Linked DNA regions of Mus musculus: region 2 is linked to region 1. Evidence: chromatin contacts called from public Hi-C data. All regions are on one chromosome and are shown on one strand. Each heading gives the region's core, a stretch centred on a gene start, on an enhancer-like site or on the middle of the called end of the contact. The rest is flanking DNA. Distances are from core to core; before and after follow the strand shown. Region 1 overlaps Numb (NUMB endocytic adaptor protein). Region 2 overlaps Gm31386 (a long non-coding RNA gene).

What was found. Hi-C and Micro-C count contacts between places; a contact is called where the count stands out from the background.
Region 2: a Hi-C map of bone marrow-derived macrophages shows a contact between it and region 1, with 47 read pairs. The contact joins two enhancer-like sites. A contact is called at or near these places in 7 of 39 promoter capture datasets (the 3T3-L1 cell line, the C10 cell line, the HPC-7 cell line and 3 more), 2 of 15 datasets of contacts at CTCF or cohesin (the NIH/3T3 cell line and large pre-B cells), 16 of 484 Hi-C or Micro-C datasets (CD4 T cells, the N1E-115 cell line, bone marrow-derived macrophages and 10 more), 10 of 115 datasets of contacts at active chromatin or transcription factors (the SCID.adh cell line, bone marrow-derived macrophages, cardiomyocytes and 4 more) and 2 of 9 other capture datasets (adipose tissue and liver).

The regions. Positions count from the first base shown.
Region 1 is chr12:83,809,525-83,817,264 of GRCm38.p6, forward strand. Numb (NUMB endocytic adaptor protein) reads right to left here. Exons shown (of 10, transcript NM_001136075.2): 4 at 1,762-1,836. Among named protein-coding and RNA genes, the nearest start is that of Gm46367, 9.0 kb to the right of the region's middle. Within about 2 kb of position 2,592, at least 13 of the 459 cell types and tissues checked have an H3K27ac peak or open chromatin away from gene starts, as enhancers often do. A contact at or near this core is called in the SCID.adh cell line and bone marrow-derived macrophages, where this site is marked.
Region 2 is chr12:83,923,405-83,931,144 of GRCm38.p6, forward strand. Gm31386 (a long non-coding RNA gene) reads left to right here. Exons shown (of 3, transcript XR_381772.3): 2 at 5,885-5,931. Among named protein-coding and RNA genes, the nearest start is that of Gm31386, 5.4 kb to the left of the region's middle. Within about 2 kb of position 6,212, at least 87 of the 459 cell types and tissues checked have an H3K27ac peak or open chromatin away from gene starts, as enhancers often do. A contact at or near this core is called in the SCID.adh cell line and bone marrow-derived macrophages, where this site is marked.

The sequences.
Region 1 (7,740 bases), core at 1,342-3,841:
AAGAGAACTGATGCACATTCAAGGCCAAACTGGATTGCTGCATACTGAACTCAAGACAAGAGACTGGGCTACACAGAGAGACTGTCCCCCTCCAACTCAACTAACCATCTACCAGTAACTTATCAGTCAACATGGAAAGAATGAAATTCATAAATGTAGGTTCTAAAAAAGTAGCCATCAAAGGGTAAATCAGTTTCCAAATACAGTAAAAAGCAAATGCATAGCCATGAGAATGATAAATTTGCTTGGTATGGTGGCACAAGCCTGTTATCCCAGCACTTGGGAGGCTGACGCAGGGGAATTGTTAGATCAAACTCAGCAAGACCGCAAGATATCTCTCTTTCTGTCTCTCTCTCTGTCTCTCATTCTCTCTCTCAGATTTGCTTATTTACTTTATTCATGAGTACACTGTAGCTGTCTTCAGACACATTAGAAGAGGACACCAGATCCCATTACAGATGGCTGTGAGCCACCACGGGGTTGCTGGGAATTGAACTCAGGACCTCTGGAAGAGCAGTCAGTGCTCTTAACCGCTGAAAGCACTGTCTCAGCAAGACCTTTTTTCAAAAATAAATTTCATCCAAAAAATGTATTAAAAGGATACAAGTTTAAAAATATACTTAAAATCTCTACTGCTAGCTGGACATGGTGGTGCACGCCTTTAATCCCAGCACTCGGGAGGCAGAGGCAGGCAGATTTCTGAGTTCGAGGCCAGCCTAGTCTACAAAGTGAGTTCCAGGACAGCCAGGACCACACAGAGAAACCCTGTCTCAAAAACACCAAAAAAAAAAAAAAAAAAAAAAAAAAAAAAAAAAAAGAGAAAAAAAAATCTCTACTGCTGAAAAATGTGTTAAATTTAAGCCTATAAATATTTTTAGCATTTCAAAGGTCTGAAATGTTGCTATATTAAGCCATTTAAGAATCATTAAACTGAGCCGGGCGTGGTGGCACACACCTTTAATCCCAGCACTCAGGAGGCAGAGGCAGGCGGATTTCTGAGTTCGAGGCCAGCCTGGTCTACAAAATGAGTTCCAGGACAGCCAGGGCTACACAGAAAAACCCTGTCTCAAAAAACAAAAAACAAAAAAAAAAAAAAAAAGAAAAACAAAAACAAAAACAAAAAACAAAAGAAAAAGAAAAAAAAAGAATCATTAAACTGCTTCTCACACCGGTTTTTGATTCGCTTAACTTTATCCAAATTAACTTCTGGTTAAAAAGCATTTCCTGACTTTAGGTCTTAAGAAAATTTATTACTGATTAATTGACCATGCATATCTTGGGCGTTCAGGGTCCCTTTCTCTCAAATGAGTGCTACCTAGAATACCGTGTGAACCTACAGTGGCCCTCGCCTCTCAGGGCTCTCAGCAGCCGGTTCATTCAGCACTAAGACATTTCCTAAGGAACAAGGCACAGTAAACATGTGGCCTGTCATCTAAAAACTACAGTAAAAGATACATTACCTTTTATATTCAAGGATCTGAAAAAAGTAAACAGAATAAAAACAGAACTCACATCTTAGCATGAAATATTAATGCTGGGTACATAAGATACGCTACATCATGTACAACAAAATGCTGAGAGATTCAGTTCATAAAGTAAACGAGTTACTAAACTAGTTTCCTGGACACTGAAACAGTCTCTCAAAGGCTGTACTGTGGACACAGTGGCAGGATCTTATAGAGCTACTACAACACTTAATGGCATTTTATCACTAGAGAGAAATCACATGAGAAGCAGCATTTAAACTCACAAAACTCTTACCTTAGTTTTCTCGTCCACAACTCTGAGCCCATCCGCTGACACCCACAGAACGGCCTTCACTGCTTTCTTTCCCGTCTTTTAAAAGAGAAGGGGGAGGGAGGAGACACACCCACACATAATATTAAAAAGAAACGAACTCAGAAAATACAGATTTCCATCCTCCAACAAGTCACAAGGAGAGAGGAAGCCCAGCTTCAGGAATGATGCCCAAAGCCAGGTACTCAAACCAAACCGCAGAGACATTCAGGAAGAAACAAGCCAGAGCTATGGCTTCAGAAACAACACAAATCCTAAGATAACTAAGTAAGGGAGAAGAGACAAATACAAGTAGAACAAGGTAACACATTCCAGAAAAGGCAAAGAAGTCACAACAAGAGTCTTCACCATTTAAAAACGCAGTCGAGAAACCTAAGAGTCTGAGAATACTGAGTGCATAAGGAGTTACACCACACGGAGACCTGCAGGGACAGAGAGGGACAGAGAAATCCCAATCAGCTCTGAACCATTCTGCTATCCTCTGAAAACTGGTGTGACCCTTTGTCACCTGAAATTTTCAGTTAAAAATGGCAAGAAACCATAATTATTCTATGAACAATCTTTTAAAAAGTAATTATTTATCCCCTCAAAATTAATAATAATTTAGCTTAGATTTTAAAAATTAATTATTTATGTATTTTCTGTATAAGGATGTTTTGTCTGCATGTATATCTGCACACCAGAAAAGGGAATTGGATCCCATGGGATGAGAGTTATTGACAGTTGTGAACAGTCATGTGGGTGAGGGGAACTGAACTCAGAAACTGCTGAGTCACCGCTCCAGCCCCAATTTAGCCAAAAAAAAAAAAATTTTTTTTTTTTTTTTTTTTGGTTTTTTGAGACAGGGTTTCTCTGTATAGCCCTGGCTGTCCTCGAACTCAGAAATCTGCCTGCCTCTGCCTCCCGAGTGCAAGGCCAATTTTTTAAATCTAACATTACATGCAGGGAAACATTCTGAGGGCATAGGAAGATTCTAAAATTACAGCTAAGATAAGGGTTGGTTTTATTTGTTTGTTTTTTGAGACAGGGTTTTTGTGTAGCCCTGGCTGTCCTGGAACTCACCGTATAGAGCAGACTGGCTTCAAACTCAGAGATCTGTCTACCTCTGCCTTCTGAGTGCTGGGATTAAAAGCATGCACCGCCATGGCTTTTTTGTTTTTTGTTTTTATGTTTTTGGGCGGGAAACAAGAATCACTTTGAACGAGCTGATAATTTATTTCTTCTTTGAGGGAATCAATGGTACTTAATGCCCTTTCTTAACTTGCCTGTGGATATAAGTAAATTAAAACAAATAAAGGCTGAGGTGGATATCGGATTGTCACAGAAGTACAGACCAAAGGGAATCTGGGGCTGAGTTTAATCAGCAGCTGCTAGAAGAACAGGGAACAACAGAACTGCTACTCTCCTCTCCATGTCCCCAAGTCCAGGAATCCTGGTTGTGGAAGCATCCTCTTTGTTTAAAAAGCGGCTAGGACCCACTCCAGGTTTGTCAGCTACACTGCCGCCACCACCACATCCTGGGTGAGATCTGAAACTTTAGCCACTGCAAAAGTGGCTACAAGACCACCTCACAGAGCACTGAAAAGCAATGCTCTGAGAACACATACCATCAAGGCAAAGGGCACATAAGTCTGGGACCCTGAAACTATCTCAGTGTGGGTTTGAAAGTAGACTGGGCATGAAGCAACAGGAGACAGTCAGGAGGAAAGGCCTCATGCACCTTCTAGGGAACTGGATCTTAATTCTATGGGCAACTGAAAGCTACTAAAAGAATTAAACACAACCACATTTGTATATCTGCTCTTACTTATCACATCTGATCGCGAGTGCACAGAGGCCTCACTGGAGTCGGCTCTTTCCCGCTATCGTGTCACCCTGGAGATTAAACTCAGGCCATCAGCCTTGGCAGCAAGGGTCTTTACCAAACACTAAACTACTGCACCAGCGCTAGATTTGCATTTTTTAAAAACCTCTTATTTTTAATTGCTCTTTATGTTTATGCACAGGTCTGTGGCTGTCAGAGGTGGTTCTGGTTCCTCTCGAGTGTCAGTTACAGACAGTTATGAGTTGCCTGAGGTGGGTACTGAGGCCTGCACTTGGTTCCTCTGGAAGAGCAGCAATGCTCTTAATTCAGTGAACTTTCCAGTCCCTAGACTTGCATTTTAAAACATCACTTTGCAGCAGTGTACCTGAGGTCAGATAGAGATCAATAAGCAAGATTCCAGGCAGGAAAGAATCAGGATGGAGCTATCTTGACTGAGATTGCAAAGGTGGTTTTACACAGTATAGGGGAGGGGATAGGTTCCTGTCTTGTGTCACTTGAGTGAAAAAGTAGCTCTGGCTAAGATAGGAAATTTCAGGAAGTCTAAGGTGTCTGTCAAGCACCCAGCTATGTGGGATTCAGAAGACAACTGAATACAGTCATTAAAATGACTTGGTTATTGTTTTCATTTGTACATAAGGAGATATGACTGTGTTGTCAAATTGACAAGGGATAGATTGTGACAGCTATTCTCAGTTGTCAACTTGACTATATTTGGAATGAACTGCAATACCAAACTTACAAAGAGCTTGTGAAAAGGAATGAAAGAAAGGCTTAGGTCTAGGTATGATGGTACATGCAACTACAGACATTGTATTCTCAGGCACAGACCTATGCACAGACATATAGACAAGGTCAGCCTGGTACAGAGTAAGTACCAGGTAAAGAGAAGTTTAGGTCCAGGCATGGTAGTATACCTAGTTGCTTAAGTCAAACACTAGTCTAAAGTTGCTGTGGCTGTAATCCCAGCATTCAGGAGGCTAAGGCAAGATCATGTGTTGGAGTAAGATAGACTACATAAGGAATTCCAGGCCAGCCCAATGTAAGGAAGACTCTATCTTAAAAAACAAACAAGGTCAGGAGAGATGGCTTGGTGGTTAAGAGCACTTGATTTTTGGCCAGGTGGTTGTGGTGGCACACGCCTTTAATCTCACCACTTGGGAGGCAGAGGCAGGTGGATCTATGTGAGTTCCAGGACAGTCAGGGCTATAAATACAAAAACAACAACTGACTTTAGGAAAAGATTAGCTTTAACAGTTCAGGTCCTATACAATCAGTTGAGAAAGAAAGCCTCCTTTGATCTGTAACACAGGAATATTGTCTGAGTTTCCAGACTGCTAGCCTACTTGCCACATGCATGAACTCATGAGCCAACTCTTAAAATACTCTATGTCACACAGATTATCTTGCATGTATGCATGTGCACCCATGTTCACCTATCCTCAAGTTGGCGTCTCTGGAGAACCTGACTGGCAGTGAAGTGGAAGTTAGATCAGAACAGGCTGAGAAGTAAATGAAAGGTAAAAAGATTCTATAAACTCAAACACACTCTTTAAAACGTTTATTAACTGAGTGTGGTGGCACATACCTCTGATCCCAGCACCTGACAGACAGAAGCAGGCTGTGAGTTCAAGGCTCTGTTTGTCTCAAAACAACTATGACAACAACAGGCTTTATTTAAGGCTAGATGTGGTGCTGAATGCTTGTAATCCTTGTAACCTCAACACTAAACGGGTTAAGGTAGGAGGCATTCACACCAAGACTATGCTTTTTTTTCTTTAAAAAAAAAAAACCCTTTTCCATAAAAAGGAGAGTTAAACATAGAGCAATGAGGCAGGCAGATGACAAAGGATGTTTAGAAGATTGTGAAAAACTAGCATGCACTTGCTAGTTACTCTAGAAGCATAAAACAAGTCTGGATTAAGTGCTACTATTTAAATGCTAAACAAAGGATATAGTTTCTGTTCTTCATGTGCAACATATAGGCACATGCATTAAAAGGGTTAGAGTATATATACAGTACCTGGGCTTCTTAAAAAGGTAAACTGGTAGCCACCTACCACCACTACTTTACTGCTACTATTAATTTCTTTTAAAGTTGTGCTTTCAGGTATACTAAGTTAAGGACATTCGTTTTTTTCCTTTTTTTTTTTTTTTTTTGGTTTTATTTGTTTGTTTTTGGTTTTTTGAGACAGGGTTTCTCTGTATAGCCCTGGCTGTCCTGGAACTCACTCTGTAGACCTCGAACTCAGAAATCCGCCTGCCTCTGCCTCCCCAAGTGCTGGGATTAAAGGTGTGTGCCACCACTGCCCAGCTTAGTTTTTCCTTTTTTATGTTCAAAGAGTTTGTTAAATATCTGCTGTAGGAATAGAGAAGGCAGCTATCCAATGACAGAAATAGCTGTAAATGGCCTAGAAAGCCCTTATCATGTTCACTGCAGATTCATCACACATCACACTATACTACCATAAACTTCAGTATTCAGCATTTGCAGCAACAGATAGCAAAAGGTTAGCCAATTGAAGGTAGGGGAAAATAAGTCACTTTAGAATTGTTCTCCTTGATAGATTCCTTATAATATTTAGAGATTTTCTAAAATTCACCCTTGGCTCAATTTTATGGTTATGGAAACAAAAAAATGATAGTAATGTATTACATACAAGACAATTGGATTCTGGGAGAGGCAGTGTCCAGCTGTGAACCCACTAGTGAGCCCATCAGGCTGCTACTGATAGTTCCAAACCCACAGTCACAGGATAGTCTTGTGGGACACAAAACAAGACAAAGACTTGTGATTGTGGAAAGAGATCTGTAAGAAAGAAGTGGGGCAGAGGCTGGGAGTGGGAGGGCAGTAAGTGAGGCTGAAAAAGAGTAACTAGAATGCATTATATGACGTCGTCAAATAACAAAACCTACTAATAAAAAAGGTAGTTCAGAATGAGCATGAAATGTAGGGCTTACTTGTGGTAGAAATACTTCCTCCAAAAGCTGCATAATTTAGACACTAATAAAACTGTGGTAGTGGTACTGTACATGTGAGAAACTAAGAATGAGTTCATTACCGTTGTTACAACACATTCTGGCTTGGTAATCATTTCAAGGTTACGGGTAGAACTCACACTGGCTAATGCTGCCATAAACCATTTAATACTAAAGATAAAAAAAAGTTCCATACTGAAGACCAAACTTGCCTATTTTCCAAAGAAAGAAAATGGACCTAACATAGACAGAATTTTAGTAACTTAGAATTTAGTGAAATCTAAGCAGAAGGATCAAGCTAACCTATGCGCGAAAAATGACCAGTGAAGAGTGTAACTTCCAAGTAGTCACTTTACTTGCTAAATACCCAGCTTGAAAATAAAAAACTAATATCTGCTCTAAATTTCTTTATTATGAGCAAATCTTCTAAATTTTATTTTCTTTCTTTTTTCTTTTCTCTTCTTTTTTTAAGACAAAGTTTTACTATGTAGTCTAGGCTGGCTTCAACTCTTTGTTTATCTAAACCCATATGGCTACTAAGCAGTCTTTGACATTGAAGAAAACTACTACAGTCAACTACAGCCACTGTGAGACCTGCTGCTAGTAAGAGAACTACACATTTTGTAATTCTTGTTTGCCTAATTTGGAGACAGGGTCTTGCTCCCTTTGAACTCTCTAGGTAACAGCTGGCCTTGAGCCTGTGCTTCTCCTGCCTTGACCTTCTGGAATTACAGGATGGTGCTACTATGCTTCGTGTATGGAGTGCTGGGACTGAACCTTATGCATGACAGTCAAGCACTTTGCCAACTGAGCTGTATCCCCAGTCCTTCAGAGTGATTAAGCAGAAATAACTTTTTAAAATAAATTGAAAGCCAGTGACCACAGCATGCTGGTGACAACCTCTGTAAACTAGAGGAGCCTTCCATTGCTTTCACTTGACACACTAATGCTACGCTGGAAGAAATGAGTTATACTTACAGGAATGGGTTTTTACATTGTTTAAATCAGGGATTGGCACATTCTCTGTGAAGGCATTGTTAGCCATATACTCTGCATGGCAACTCCTCAATTGTCATTGTAGCACAAAAGAAGCCTCATTATGTGTGCAAACGGGCATGGTCTTTTTACAATAAAACTTGATT
Region 2 (7,740 bases), core at 4,962-7,461, 120 kb after region 1:
GCTCCAGAATCTAAAACTATGTAGCTTATTATTATGAGGTAGGGGTTGTGGGGAGGGAGAGCTGTCTATATTTTTAGTTGAGCTGAAATAAACTGCATATTTCTATCATCAAACTAAGTGGAAATTATTCCTCCAGTAACTATACATAACAATGAAGTGGGGTGGTTTTTTTCCCCCTAGTTATCTTCTGGAACCTTCTTCCCTTTTCTCTCATCCTCACCTTCCAATTTAGAAATACCCTCCCATTCAATTCAGTGACTCACAGAAAATCCATAAAAGGAAAGTGTGAAAGCCAAAATAACTCCAGAGATGGCTGAATCATTTCACTGAAGGAAAAGATCACGCACTGACCAAGATAAGATGGAAGTCAGGACAGAAGACCTGAGCTAGCATCTTATAACATGGGAAGTAAATAAGCAAATAGGAAGGGGCCTGGAGAGGCTGCAACATCCCAGCATCCTTTTACACAGCCTTTCAATGCCTCGCCAGCAGCCTCCTTCCCTAGCCTTGATGCTGTGCTGTAGTACCAATTTTAGAGCAAGTCAGAAGGCAATTAATGTCCTAGCAGATCGGAAACAATAGCGTCATAGGAGGGCATGGCCATTATTATGGTGCTCTGGATAATAATGGCCCTTGCACAGCCACAGTGATGAGGTGCCATACAGAACATAGAATTAGGGCAGTCTCGAGAAGGGGACTCGACCACTAAGTTTAGGAACTCAGACTGCTATCACAAAAGTTGGTGAATAATTGCCACAAAGGTCAGCCACTCATTATCTCAACCACTAAAAACAAGCTTTTGTCCTGGGTCGCTCCTACCCATCTACTTCCCAAGGTTCCCCTTTGTAAAATAAGAGGAAAATTAAAATAAATGTGTACAACCAGCAGGAAGAAGAAAAGTTGAAAGAAGGAAGGCTTTAAGATGCACACTTAGAACTAACCAAGGGTGTTGGGTTAACAAAACTGCTCGAAGTCTTTGGTTTTATCCACATGGGGTTAGCCTGCTACCATTGCCCCTTGCTTCGCCTCCCTGCTCTGTGTACTTCTCCAGCACTCCCAGCCCCCCACAGGGCCTCTTAGAAATCAAGAGCCCTGGAGCCTGCTTGTCTGCAGCTCTGTGTTTGGTATGGCTGCCTGTGGAGGTTGCTGTAGATGCTATCTGTTCAGAACCTCTTGATTCAGACCATGATGGCAGGTATGCTAGCGGCAAATGTGACTCTAATGTGACTCAAATGTGACTCTACCAACTGAGTGCAAAATGGGGGACTCACTGTGGTACCCTGATATCTGAGGGGTACAGTAGAAGCCCAGGCCTTCATGGGCTCTAAGGCATTTCCTCTCTACCTTCTTCTTACAGAGCAACATTCAACACTCAAGTCTCCGTTCATTTCTTTTTCTTTTTCTTTTGTTTAGTTTTGGGTTTTGTTTTGTTGTTGTTGTTTTTGATTGTTTGTTTGGTTGGGTTTTTTTTTTGTTGTTGTTTTGGGCATTTTTTTTTTTTTTTTTTTGCTTTTGGTTTTTATTTTATTTATTTGCTTGTTTGTTTGCTTGCTTTTTGGTCTAAAGAGCCAAATCCCACCTTCGATAAGCTCTATGTCTTGCCTGTGGAAGTCTTCAATCCTCCGATCCCCCTTTTCTAGACACAATTCCAGTTCCAGATGGGCTAGAGAAGTAAGTTGCGGTGGGAGCAGACCAGGGCCAGAGTTACCTGCCGCCCCGCCAGCCACTGGAGGCAAGATTACTGATAAGAAGTAGTTAACAAGGTGGAAAGAGTTAGGAAGAAAAGAGGGGCTTGGGGAGGAGAAAGACCTGAGGAAAGAAGAAGAGAAAGCAAGAGAGAAGCCGCCATGAGAGACAGAAAACTGGTCTGGGAGCCCAGGAGAGCGCTGAGCCAGCCCTCCCCTCCGGAGGCTGCCCCCTCCCAGTGCTGCCTGTGGACTTTACACTGGCTTGCTTAAGTGCACTGATAGGTAAAGTGCAGTGTCTGCCACTCACTCGTTAAAGGAAAAAAGTGCCTGGGATGCATTCTATAAGGCTCTTGTTCCGTATCTTCTTGGGAAGCCTCCCCAAGTTCAAAGACTGCTGCTCTGGCAGCTGGTCAGAGCTGACAAAGGAAGGACAGATTTATGTAGCCAAGCCAAGGACATGTCTTCATAAAGGTGACCTCTGGCTGAACACAAGGCAAAAGATGATTTTACCATCCCAAGCAGAAGAACTTCTAATAGATGGAAGTGCCAAGCCGTTTTTCCCGTGCTGGAACTGAGCACTGTGGCTTCAAAGTTCAAGACTGGTTTGTGGATGAGAAGGCAAAGTGGGGGAGAGTGTGGAAGGGGCCGTTCTCATGGGCAGAGCTGTTTGCTTTTCTGTTCCAGATGCCTGGGATTTTTTTTTAAAGATGTATTTATTTTATGTATATGAGTACACTGTCACTCTCTTCAGACACACACCAGAAGAGGGCATCCGATCCCATTACAGATGGTTGTGAGCCACCATGAGGTTGCTGGGAATTGAACTCAGGACCTCTGGGAGAGCAGTCAGTGCTCTTAACCACTGAGCCATCTCTCCAGCCCCTGTGATTTTTTTTTTAATGCCATACCATGCCTTACTAGTAAATACTCATTTTCATCCTCAAGAAAAATGATGTGCTTATAGTGTGCTTATTTATAAAATGGGTAAGGTGTCAGCTCATAATGCTGCCATTGTGCTATTGAAAGGGGGCCCTAGTTACTATCACCAAATCTCTGGGCGGACCAGCTATTCTTCTACAGCAGGGAGTGGGCCAAGCAAAGTACTTAGCACCATTTAAAGGTTTGTCCATCCCTGTTTTACATGCGTGCAGAGAGTTTCCTGGAAACATGGCTATTTTCCAAAGATTGCTCAAGCAGAATGCCTTTGAGAACTCTCAAACCCCAGCCACATGGAGCCTTACAAGAGAGTAAATTTAAACTTGGACCCTTCTTGCTTTGTTTTGAGACCTGTTCTCACTATGTAGGCCAGACTGTCATAGTTTAATGGCAGTTTAATGACACTTCTCCCTTAGCTGCTTAAGTATTGGGACTGCAAGGTATGTACCACTTGAACTTATGCCCTCTTGAGCCTAACACTCACCCACACCATAGTCATTAATAATTTTGGTTCTGCCATTTACAAACTAACTGTACCTGTAGGAAAGTTCCAGTTGATTAATTAGGAAAGTTGCTAAATCTCCCTAAGCTTCAGTTTCTTGTTTACAAAATGAAATGTGTGTCTGGTATCTTTAGCTGTCTAACAAATCACCCTACAACTTACTAGCTTAAAACATTTATTACGTTTATTATTTTATAGTATCTCTGAGTTTGAAATCCTGGTGCAGCTTTGCTGTGTCCTCTGGCTCTGGCTCTGGGTCTCTCCTAAAGTGTAGTCATCTACCTCGTGGCTCTCTTATGTGGTCTTTGGCAGGATTAAGTTTCTTACAGAATTTACCTTAAAGCCTTAGTTCTTAAGGAGCAGCAGACAGCAGGCCTTCATCAGTGCCTGGCCTTGGAGACATAACAGGGCAGCTTACTTCATCAGAGATAGCAAGAAGCAAAGAGAGAAGGCCAGACAAAGAATGCCAGCCCTTTGTACTCTGATCAAAGAAGTGATGTCACATCACCTCTGCCACATTCCTTTAGTTAGCAATATGCTATTAGGCTCTGCCTACATTTCAGGAGAGAAGCTTACACGGTATATAAACACTAACAGGAGGCTCATTATCAGTAAACATTTTAGAACTATCCTACCTATAGGGCTCATTTAAAAATGAAACAAAATCAGAGAACGTATGCAATTTAGGGCCAGCATATATAATGTAATGTATAATATAACAAATATATAACTATTATTACTATTAATCTTATTACTGAGTGTATATAATGATTGGTTTTCTCTCCTGGCTACTAGAAGGAAACCTTTTATGAGAATAAATAAGATATATCATCTAATCTTGACACATCTTAACTACTTAATAGCCATTAGTTATTATTAACATTATTAATGTGTGATACCTAGTTGTCTCTTCAATCTGTTGGAAGGGAATACTGTCAAGTGGTGACTTCTACAAGATGATCCAACTTCCATATGTTGTGTTCCCTTTTTCAGTGAGTGGCCTACACTTGCCAGAGCGAAATGCTAGGTTTAGGCGTCATAAAATATGTCCAACAAAAGTATAGCCTAGTCTAATTTCCTATATTCCTTCTATTGAGGAGAGTATGATCAAAACCTGCAAGACAGGCTAATCATGAGAGCTCCTTTAATTCAAAGAAACATGTGCGTCTGGCTCCATCCAGGTTCTGTTGAAGGAGGAGTGTGACCGGAAGAATACGCAATGTCTTAGAGGTGTGATCTTTGCCCTCCCAAAAGAAGCTGGTCATTGTGTATTATGTAGAGTCAGTCATCAGCTGAGGATCAGAAAGAGGAAGGTTCATGTCTCAGCAGACACGATAAGGGTACTTCCACACCTGAGCCAAGAGATGAGACCGGATAGCTCATAGTGACTTTACATTTAGAAGATTGTAAGAAGAGAGTCCAGTTTGCAGCGTGATCACTAGGCAGTCAGAGCGATCCATCAGGGCTGGGTTGAGGCTGGCTTCCTTTTGAGGGAGGAAGATATTGGGGCTTGGCCTCTAGCCAGAGAAAGGAGGAACTATAATCAAGGAAACTCCATTATTTTGGCTTTGAGTCATTTCTCAAGGCTCACCCATGACTATTATACAAGAAGTCTTTGGGAGGAGGATAAAATTCCTGAAGTATAAATGGTTTTTAAACTAAGACTTCTGTTCCAGCCTCAGCCTGGTCTACTTAGCAAAAACTGCCTCAAAAATAAACCCAGCAGTACCAGTGATGGCTCAGCCTGTGAGAATGTCACCATACTAGCCTGGGTCCGACTTCAGATCTTACTTAAGGTTGGAAGGACAGATCTGGCTCCTGAACCTTGTTCTCTGACTTTCACATACATGATGATGGCATGTGCTTGCACAACACAAGCATAAATTAAGAAGAAGAAAAAAAACAAAACACCTAGATCAGTGGTTCTTAACCTTCCTCATGCCCTTTAATATAATTCCTTACATTGTGGTGACCCCAACCATAAGATTATTTTGTTGCTACTTCATTACTATAATTTTGCTACTGTTAGGAATCATAAATATCTGGTATGCAGGATATCTGATCTAGAAACCCTGTAGGGGCTGTGACCCAAGGCTGAGAACTTCTGCTGTAGACAGACAAAAGTCCAAGTCTTTGCAATTCATCCTAACTCCTTTCTTCCTGCCAGGATAGCTATTCAAACCTTCTCCCCTTTCCCCTTCCCTCCCCCTTCCCTCTTCATCCCCCTCCCCCTCATCCCCCTCCCACCTTTCCTCCTCTATCATCTACATTTCCCGTGTTAATTCTACTGTGTTATACTATCCACACAAGTAAGCACTTTATATTGGAGCTGGCTCCACATCCAGAGTCATCTCTAGCAACATCTGCTAAGTGTTGTACCTTAAAGCTCAATAAATACTCCCAGATAATGCTATTTTATACCTTTGCCTCAAAATCAAGGCACCTGTGGGGCTAGGAATAGAGCTGGGTCAATAGCTGGCCCACCTAGCATGCACAAAGCTCTGTGTAAACTAGGTGTGGCGGTGCTCTCCTGCAATCTCAGCATTCTGGAGGCTGAAGGGAGAGGATCAGAAGTTCAAGTTCATCTTTATCTGCATATCAAGTTCAAGGCCAGTCTGCTTTTTGTTGAGACCTTGTTTTTGTTTGTTTGTGGGGGGAATCTTTGTTTTTTTAAAGCACACAGGTTTTTCTGAACACCTCTAACCCTGGCTGCTTCTCCCCTTGACACATTCCTAAACATTACTACATTTGTACACAGAGTCAAAGCAGAAGTTGCTGGGAATGGACCTGAAGCTTAAAGGGAAGGTATGTACCAATGTCAAGTTCCTCTTTCCAAAGACTCTTATCTTCCTTTCTAAGTTTCCTCTGTTTGAGACAGAAGAGATTAGTGAGTTTCAATACCTCTTAATATTTTGAGAAGACCTCTGTCTGTCCCTTCAGACTGGCCAATTTTAGAAGGGGAAGAAGACTGACTCCACATGGGGATGCTGAGTTTATTTTTTCAGCTTTTTCCTACCCTCAGTGAGAGCAGCCACGGCTTGCTTTCACCCTCAGGAAGTGTACTCAGTGGTAGGCTTTCTTTCTTTTCCTGTTAGTTTCCTGTGAAAGAACATCATTGTCTTTTATCAGCAAGAGATAAAAAGGATGTTGTCACTCAAATGGAGACGCACAAATCTATTTCCCATCCCCAGACACAGACCATGCCAATAGCTTAGAGAATTGGTTCAGATTTTAGAAATAACAGCAGAGGCTTGCTTTTCTTTCTTCTCTGTGTAAGGTTATATGAGCATGAGGTGTGTGTGCATGTGCACATGTGTGCATGTGCACATGTGTATGGAGCCCAGAGGTTGACGGTGGGTATCTCACCATCCTTTATTATTCTTTAGCATTTCTTAGAAGTATTTTGTCCCACATAAAAACAGAGACACTGAAATTAATAGAGGAGAAAGTGGGGAAAAGCCTCGAAGATATGGGCACAGGAGAAAAAATCCTAAACAGAACAGCAATGGCTTGTGCTGTAAGATCAAGAATTGACAAATGGGACCTCATAAAATTGCAAAGCTTCTGTAAGGCAAAAGACACTGTCAATAAGACAAAAAGGCCACCAACAGATTGGGAAAGGATTTTTACCAATCCTAAGTCTGATAAGGGACTAATATTCAATATATACAAAGAGCTCAAGAAGCTGGACTCCAGAAATTCAAATAACCCCATTAAAAATGGGGTTCAGAGCTAAACAAAGAATTCTCACCTGAGGAATACTGAATGGCTGAGAAGCACCTGAAAAAAATGTTCAACATCCTTAATCATCAGGGAAATGCAAATCAAAACAACCTTAAGATTCCAACTCACACCAGTCAGAATGGCTAAGATCAAAAATTCAGGTGACAGCAGATGCTGGCGAGGATGTGGAGAAAGAGGAACACTCCTCCATTGCTGGTGGGATTGCAAGCTTGTACAACCATTCTGGAAGTCAGTCTGGAGGTTCCTCAGAAAATTGGACATAATACTACCGGAAGATCCAGCAATACCTCTCCTGGACATATACCCAGAAGAAGTTCCAACTGGTAATAAGAACACATGCTCTACTATGTTCATAGCAGCCTTATTTATAATAGTCAGAAGCTGGAAAGAACCCAGATATCCCTCAACAGAAGAATGGATACAGAAAATGTGGTACATTTACACAATGGAGTACTACTCAGCTATTAAAAACAATGAATTTATGAAATTCTTGGACAAATAGATGTATCTGGAGGATATCATCTTTAGTGAGGTAACCCAATCACAAAAGAAGTCATTAGATATGCACTCACTGATAAGTGGATATTAGCCCAGAAACATAGAACTTCCAAGATACAACTTGCAAAACACAAGAAAGTCAAGAAGAGGGAAGACCAATAGGTGGATACTTCATTCCTCCTTATAATAGGGAACAAAATACCCATGAAAGGAGTTACAGAGACAAAGTTTGGAGCTAAGACAAAAGGATAGACTATCCAGAGACTACCCCACCCCTGGGATCCATCCCATAATCAGCCACCAAATCCAGACACTATTGCACATGCCAGCAAGATTTTGCTGAAAGGACCCTGATATAGCTGTCCTGAGTGA